Linked DNA regions of Rattus norvegicus: region 2 is linked to region 1. A link is a contact called in public Hi-C data. All regions are on one chromosome and are shown on one strand. Each heading gives the region's core, a stretch centred on a gene start, on an enhancer-like site or on the middle of the called end of the contact. The rest is flanking DNA. Distances are from core to core; before and after follow the strand shown.

Region 1 (4,144 bases), core at 627-3,126:
ATCTGAAAAACAAAAGCAGTGTTGCCTCCCCCCCCCCCCGCCCCTTTCAATTTATGAATTGTTCCTGTTGGTCCTCTTTTGTGATTTTCAGTTTTTTGAGATAAGGTTTTATGCTGTGAGCCAGGTCAGCTTTGAGGTCAAAATCTTCTTCCCGTGTCAGCCAGCCCCATGGGAGCTGAGATTACAGGAATACACTACCAGACCTGGCTATTTAAATATATATACATATATATATGCAGAAATTAAACACTTTATTCTAAAATAAGTGACTAAATCCACTTATTCATGAGTGATGCTAAGTGCTCAATAAACAAGGGAAATAATAGTTCATTATTAATCAAAAATAGGCAACTAATACAACATTTATTTGTAGATATTCAGTGGTTAAAACAAAACATCTGTGTCTGTCATTAAGAAAATGAGAACTGAACATTCAAATACACCTTCAAGGGGAGTTGCAAATTGCAGACACCTTTTGGAAAAACAATTAATCTTCTTTATAAATCTTGTCTCACAATTTTTCCTACACAGTTTGGCTAGCGTTATATAAGGCATGTTTGTTGCAGTGTAATTGAAAAAAAAAAAAAGTCCAGAGAGAAGAATATTGCTTAAAAATATCCATATAGCAGATTTCAAAATGGTTCACAAGAATACTGGAAATCTATGTGTTCTGTAGACTGATTCAGGAAGAAGTATGGAAAGTTCTCCAAAGCGGAGTTTAAAACAGTAACACTTTGTCTTAGAAACATTATCCTTAAAAAAGAGAGATGGATCATTAAATGAGATTCTGAAGTTAAATATGTGAAATCTCCCACACTGTGAAAGGAGTCTCTGTTTCTCATTTGTAAATCTTCATTTCTTCCAACACTGCACACAAGAGAAAACCCAGCTACTCTAAGAATAATAATGGACGCATGGTGGTGCAGCCATAACTGTTCCCATAGCAATAAAAAAAACCTAGCTAAAGTAAAATCACTTTTACACAGAATTTGCCTCCGATAAATGATCAACTGGAAAATCTTATTTACTAATGAAAGCAGACCCAATATTGTAATGATCTCTGTCTACACGGGATTTTTAGTATTTCGTAAGTAGCCACTAGAAAAACACCAACGTAGAATATTTATTTATCTTCCGGCCTTTCTGGATTCATAACTGGTGGCTTGTCTCTGAGAATATCAGAAGGCTAAAGCCTTTTTATGAATGCATTTTTTGTAAGATTCTATTAAGTGCAAGGAGGCAGGGTACATGAGCACGCAGGTGCAGAGGCCCAGGACGAGTAAGATTCCTCGAAGCTGAAGTTACGGGGTCCTGGACATGGGAGCTGGGATCGGAACTCTTCGGGAAGAGCATCCAGTGCTCTGAACTCCTGAGCCTCTCTCTAGACCCCCATTGCATGATTTTTTTACAGGTCCTGCTCTCCAACCAAGTTGGGGCTGGTTCAATGATCGAGTCCCACATATAACGGCATTGAGGTCTAATAAAATCATCAAACGTTGCAGATTTCTCGTGGTAGACACGTCAGGGGTGCTTAACCCAACCTCAACAGAATTAGGATAAACCAGCCAAGGTTTTTGGCAGGCAGAGCTGTGACAGCTTATCTGCATTTGACCTCTGCCTAAAAATACTTCCATTAAAACATTTTCCCCTTCGGGCCACCGTGTTTTGGCAATAGATAACTGCCTAGTCCTGCCGGTCGAGTCCTGGCCTGAGGTTCGGGTTTCTGCATATCTATTGCACCAGAAGAAAGCCGTCTGAAAATAGAAACATGGGCTGTTTTGTCGCTGTTGAATGGGAAGGCTAATAATAGTGTTGCTTCATTGTTTGGCAGGGACTCAAGGCTACCTCGGCCAAGCAGCCGAACATGCTGTGCGGCAGTAACGAAATCATAAAATTCCTCCAGGGACTGGGGCAGCTATTCAGAACATGTTTTATATTCTGGGGTTGCTTGGGAAGGAAATAGTTCAGAAGTTGTTTTGACACAAATGTGGTTTGTTTCCAATTGAAGGAGGGGGAGGGGCGGGGAGCCCAGTCAGGAGGTCAGTTGCAGAAGGGGAGATGCAAAAATGTCGTTAAGGAGCTCCTGACAGGTGGTGATAGGGCTGTCGCTGTGAAGCCTGGGGCCTAGCGGGGAGTTTGTCTCTGCCAGGCTCCCAGAGTGCTCTCTGCTGCCTTTCACACTCGTATTATGTTTATTTCTGTTGAACTTAAAGCGTGACCTTTTCCAAACTGCCCCGCACTGTTGACCCACATGCATTTTTGAGACCTCATTTCCCTGAATGCCTCCCTTCTTCCTGCAGCAAAGCTCTCTCAATAGGAAGAGGCTGAGGTAAAAGAGCCCTGGAATGGAAATCTTTCAGGCATTGCATTCTGCTTGCTATTAATAATTCAGAAGTGTTTTTTAATGCCCTGATATGGAAGGAAGGTTTTTTGACACCAAAGGCATCTAAATATTAATTTCAGAGGAATTGGTTGTTACAAGCAGTTAACATCCATTTTGTTAGTTGACCTCCCCGGGAAGGTTAATGCACTAAAATCTGGTCATTAAGTATAGTAACGAATGTTTTTTCAGAAAGGTTATTACTATCATAAACTCTAATCCGTGGTTCACGGCAGCAGCCTCTAATGTAGGGCTCGGACTAATGAAGAATTAACTATTTCTGAGCAGTTAATAAAGATTTTTTTTCTCCCACCAATCAACAGACCCTGCATGATCTATATAATTACTGAAAACATTAAGCGCTGGGTATGAGTGCACACGTGTCCGAGCAGACTTCTAGTCCCAACAAATGACAAATGGCAAACCTAATCCCATTGCTCTTAATTTTTTTTTGGTAACATGGTCACTGAAATAAGAAATAATGAAAGTCCTAAGTATTTGAAAATGATGGTGTACTGCGAAGCATTTGCTAAATGAGTATTGATGAGGTCTTTAGTCACATTTTATTGTGATGGAAGATTCCCTATTCTGGCTTAGATATTGTTATACTACAAAGGTTAATAGACTGCAAACACGACTCTCTCTCTCTCTCTCTCTCTCTCTCTCTCTCTCTCTCTCTCTCTCTCTCTGCTCCCTTGTTTGTTTTGTTCTTCTTTGCTTAAAAACCACACTCACTGTCGAGAATGTAGGCAACTTTTACACCTCCTGAAGAGCAGAGGGGAAAGGGACTAAGGCGCCTAGGGCGGTGCTTTGCTTCTCAATGGAAAGGTCTTCTCGAATTAATTAAAGTCACTTTCCCGCTGAGGTCCAAGCATTAGCTTTGCTTTGAAGGAAAAAAAAAAAAGTTGCTCATACCAACTTCTTAGAAGTCGTCATTTAAGGCGAAAACAATGCATCAGGCTTTAAGGAATAATCTCCTGTGGTAACCAAAAATCTGAACAATTACTATTCTAAGGACCCAAGGCGCTCTGAAGAGCTAGTCCACGGTTGGCCAGGAAACAGAAGGGATGATCCTCTGGCTTTCTCTGAGGCGGATCAATTCCCATTCCATAAGACCAGTCTTCACCATCTACACGCATCTTTCCCCCCTTTCTGCCATGTCAAACCAGGCTACATTCTGTCGTTTGGGCAGCTGTCCCCTTACTTGAACACAAAGCCAACCATAGTTGGCTGAAACAAAAGAAGGGTCCCGGTAGCCCTCACCCCAAAGTATTTTTTTATGTATGAAAACTCTGAGTGTGTGTGGTGGTGGCAGGGCGGGAGGGGCTAAATATACTGATTGATTGGTTCACATTCCCAAAATAGCTTCTTCCTAATGTAGAAGATTCTCCACATTTGCCTGCCCCGCTAATCAATGGAGCTCTCTAAACACAGTCTTGCTGAGCATTCTTTTAGCACTCTGTTGGAAGATGCTGAATTAGTTTCTCCTTTACTCATGAGAGCAAGAGACTGTCTTTTCTGAATGTATTTCCTCAAATGGAGAGTGATATTGTACATCTCTTTTGTAGAATATTCATTTTTTTAAAGGAGCCATGATGTAATAGAATGGCTCAGGATACACTAGTTTGAGGCAGCTGTACACAGTGGCAAAGCTTTGTACATTTGACCTCACTTTACAAACGTGACTGGAATCTTAAATGCCTCTCCAAAACCTTTCGATCCTAAAGCTGGAATCAAAGGGGCAGTGATATATTAGCCTCACTT
Region 2 (4,066 bases), core at 923-3,422, 120 kb before region 1:
CTCTTAACCATTGAGCCATCTCACCAGCCCCACTACTTATGGTCTTAAGGGAGGTTTGTTTCTACTGAACACAACACGATGTATGCTTTGCTCCTCCCCTGATCACAAAATGTGCTGCTTCCTTTGTGTTTTGGTTACTCTTACTTCTAAAAGGAAAATGGTAGAAATAAATCATTCATAAGTTTTATACAGAATCTTATTCTGAGTAGCATAAGAAAAATCTTGTCCTATTCAACGCTTTCACAACCAGAGAGTGAATGTTCCATAGTCTATCATGGAAGTCATATAATCTTCCCACCATCTGGCCCGCGATAACTGTCTTGGTTATCAGAGGGATATTGTAGTGTACAGACCGAATCAAAAGTGCAAAGATACTGGTGCTGCCAATTTTATAATATATTGTTATAATTTTTAATCTCCTAATATACCTAATTTATTAATTAAATTTTATGTGTAATATTTATGTATAGGAAAACAAGGTGTGTATGCAGGAGAGCTTAAAGAAATGCAAGATAATTCACACATGATAATCTTTAAAATAACACAAATAAATCCAATGACTTCCTCCATACACTGTAGATGACCTGGTATCCTCCTGACACAAACATACACACAAGGTATAAGTGGGGAAATGCAAACAATGCCAGTAAAAGAATAGAAAGAGGTCCAGAAGTTTCCAAGCCATGTACTTCTTTATAATCAAAATGGAATCTTTATGACACTATAACTGATTTGTCAAAATAGAAGAAGAGAAGCCCTCTTCCTCCTGAAATGGGAATTGTTCTGGGAAAAACAGAGGTTGAAGAAAAACATCCAAGCTGTTGGGAAGTGTGTCAGACAAGACATCAAGATCATTCGTCAACAAAGACACAATAGTCACAGTGTTTATGCCCAGTGATGGTTGCTTGAATTTGACTATGGAGACTCATGAAGTTCTGACTGCTGGATTTGTTCACAAAGGTCATGCTATAGGTGATTGCCCGGAGTCTGCTTTAAGGTTGTGAAAGAAGCCCGCAAGTATCTTTGGACACTGTACAAAGGCAAGAAGGAAAGACCAAGATTATGAAAGCATAAATTTTGACAATAAAAACAGTAATAAATTTTATGCTCTATAAAAAAGTAGCCATCTCTATGCTTGCATAAGTTACATACATACTTTCAGAAGACAAGAACATGACTCTTTATTTCTCTGGCCTTGGTCTCTTTGTAGATAGTGATACTTACTTAGGTAGCGAGGCCAACAGGTAGAACAGATGGATTAAGGGAACCACAGAGGAAAATATCGCCCAATAACTATTTTATTAGACTCCATGAAATTACTTATTCTTTTGTACATTTAAAAGCATTTTTGAACTGCATTTTCACCCATTTGTAGGTCAAGTCTCTCCTCCCCAGGTACTTATCCACTTAACACTGAAGGTGAGGTTTCAACTGCATTATAGCAAAGCACCCAGACACTAGGGCCTTACGTAAGATAACAGTATTTCTCCTACAATTAAAGTAAGTGTAGCGGTCAATTGCCCAGCGTTGTCAGCAAGCTCCACTGTGATTTTTGATGACGTCAGCTCCTTCCTGTCATCTCCACCCCAATTCCAGGATATCACTCTTCTGCCAAGGTCACAAGTTGGCTTCTAAAATCCAGACATCACGTCTAAATCCCATACAGCAGAAAAGGAGGCCAAGTCAATTCTCTTTTTAAAATAAAAGTCCTGAACATAACTCTTTATTTCTACTAACCCTTTCCAACCATCATGTACCTACAAAGCCACTCCTAACATGGGGCAACAGTATAGGAACTGGTGTTGTAGTTGTCCCCTGGCCCTCCTCTGCAAAGTCAGGGTTCTATGACTGGGGAAGCACATTGGTAAGAAAATTAACAGTCTCTCTACCACAATCAGTCAGGGGAAAAATCTTAGCATGTCCTGGCAGAATAATTCAAGCATGACTTATGCCCAAATTAATTATCCATCCACTGTCATCAGCAAAGATCCGCAGGCATCTGTCATCCCACAGGCTCTGCTGACTAGTTTATAGTGAGGCTTGACCGAAAGCTGAAACTAGGAAGCTTTGGAGTCACCCTTCACAGCAAGACATCATCTGTCTGCATTAGAAGCTCATGTGTGGGATTAGGTGTCAGCACCAAGTACAGGGCTCCACACCCCTGCTGTGGCTATAATGCACTTTAAGCCTAAAATAGAATCACTGTGGCTTTCTCCTGGCAGTCCCTTGCCCCTGTGGGAAACCTTCTGGCCTCCTGGCCAGTCTCCAGAGAGATTCCTGTCCATCTGCCTGAGAGGAGACACATTCTAGGCTTGACGCCCACATTCTCACCTGCTGCTCAGACAGCGGAGGGCCGTGCCTATTTGGGTCAGTCCTTCTGAGTGATTATTTCATTACCTTAGGTACGTATACTCGAGTATCCCTAACATGCCAACTGTGAGCATCACATGTTTGGATAGAGCTCAACCAGTAAACACAGTGAAGGATGCTGAGGAAAAGACGATGAAATCTGAGATAAAAGTTAGACTGGAGTTTTTCTTGGCTCTAGAGGTGACATTCGCAGAGCTCACATGGAACTGACATCTCTATTTTTTTCCTCCTGTGTTGAGTACTGGTTTTGTCATACCCTTATCTTTTCTTGCAAGCTTACTATGAAACTGCATTACAATATTTCCTGGCAACATGCTATAGATGGCCAAAAGAAATGACAAGTATTGTCATGTGAATTGACTGGCAGTGATGTGCATGCATTTAATCCCAATACTCTGGAGACAAAAGCAGATGGATCTCGGAGTTCAAGGCTACCCAGGTCTACAGAGTTAGCTCCAAGATAGCCTGACTACAGAAAAAGACTGTCTCAAGAAGAGGGAGGGAGAGAAGGGGAGGGAGGGAGAGGATGGGAGGGAGGGAGAGGATGGGAGAGGGGGAGGGGAGGGGAGGGGAGGGGAGGGGAGGGAGAGGGGAGAGAGAGAGAGAGAAGAAAAAAAGTAAAGTAACCAGAGATAAATCAGGAGGCTAAAAAGGATGAGACAAAAGGATCCTGGAAATTTTGTTTTTCCCAGAAATTAGACCATATCAATAACTTGTTTTGTGGAGCAAATCATGAAAACAAATTCAGAACTCCTTGGGTTTTTGTCAAAAGAGAAAGCTTTATTTAATGCAAGGTGGGGATCAGGTTGCTTCTACTTGCTACTCACTTAAGACAATCCCTTTCATCTAGAGTAAAATTCACTGCCCTGCTTCTAAGATTTGGCATAACAAATTGCTTTGCATACTGGGAACAAAAGTCACTCAGGCTCTTAGACCAGGAGAGGGACATGGTCTGATCTAACTTTAAACTGTGACACTGTCAAGGGCTGAACAGCTCTACCCCCACCCCCACTCCAATTGCCCAGATAGATACCAGGAGTCAGAGAAGCCAATAAGCAGACTATTTGTGAACTTCCTATGTGACCACAGCTGGAGAAAAGACCCTCTTAGCTGGGAGTAATTTTTCCTGATGAGATTAGATAATTTTTATTCTCTTCCCAATCTGGAAGTCCCCTTGCTTACAAAAGCTATGTACACCCCCATACTGCCAGAGGAATCCATGTGCCAGAGGCCTTGTTTGGCGGTGTCTGGTTTGGTTATCACACAGGAAATTCTGGCAAGTGGTCACACAGTATTTTGTTCTTCCAAGACTTGGTACTTCACAAACTGCAATAAAATTCACTGAGTTTCCATCCAAGGGCTCTTCATTAACCGAAGGAAGAAAGTAATATGAGAGAGTTACCTGGACATGCACCAGATCACAAAGTCAAGAATGTGTACTTTCTAGAACACTGCTACAGAAAGTCTTCAGGCTCAAGGAGAGATCATCTGATGTGCACATGTGAGATGCAGGTTAGATTCACCATCATTCAACACACAGAGACATGTTGGTACTCACTGTCCCTGGCACTATTTTAGGCTGCACAGAGGGAAGAAAGGTAAGAGAAACTGCCTCGAGTCCTAAGAACCCCAAATGACTTATGAGCAATGTGGTTAATGAGAATGAAACTGCCCACATGCTCCCACAGTATCTTAC

What was found. Hi-C and Micro-C count contacts between places; a contact is called where the count stands out from the background.
Region 2: a contact with region 1 is called in a Hi-C map of the A7r5 cell line, with 2.5 times the contacts expected there. The contact joins two enhancer-like sites.

The regions. Positions count from the first base shown.
Region 1 is chr18:50,754,818-50,758,961 of GRCr8, reverse strand. No RefSeq gene overlaps it. Among named protein-coding and RNA genes, the nearest start is that of Zfp608, 150 kb to the right of the region's middle. Within about 2 kb of position 1,876, at least 60 of the 93 cell types and tissues checked have an H3K27ac peak or open chromatin away from gene starts, as enhancers often do. A contact at or near this core is called in the A7r5 cell line, where this site is marked.
Region 2 is chr18:50,878,072-50,882,137 of GRCr8, reverse strand. All of the region lies in intron 1 of LOC120098211 (a long non-coding RNA gene), which reads left to right. Among named protein-coding and RNA genes, the nearest start is that of Zfp608, 270 kb to the right of the region's middle. Within about 2 kb of position 2,172, at least 11 of the 93 cell types and tissues checked have an H3K27ac peak or open chromatin away from gene starts, as enhancers often do. A contact at or near this core is called in the A7r5 cell line, where this site is marked.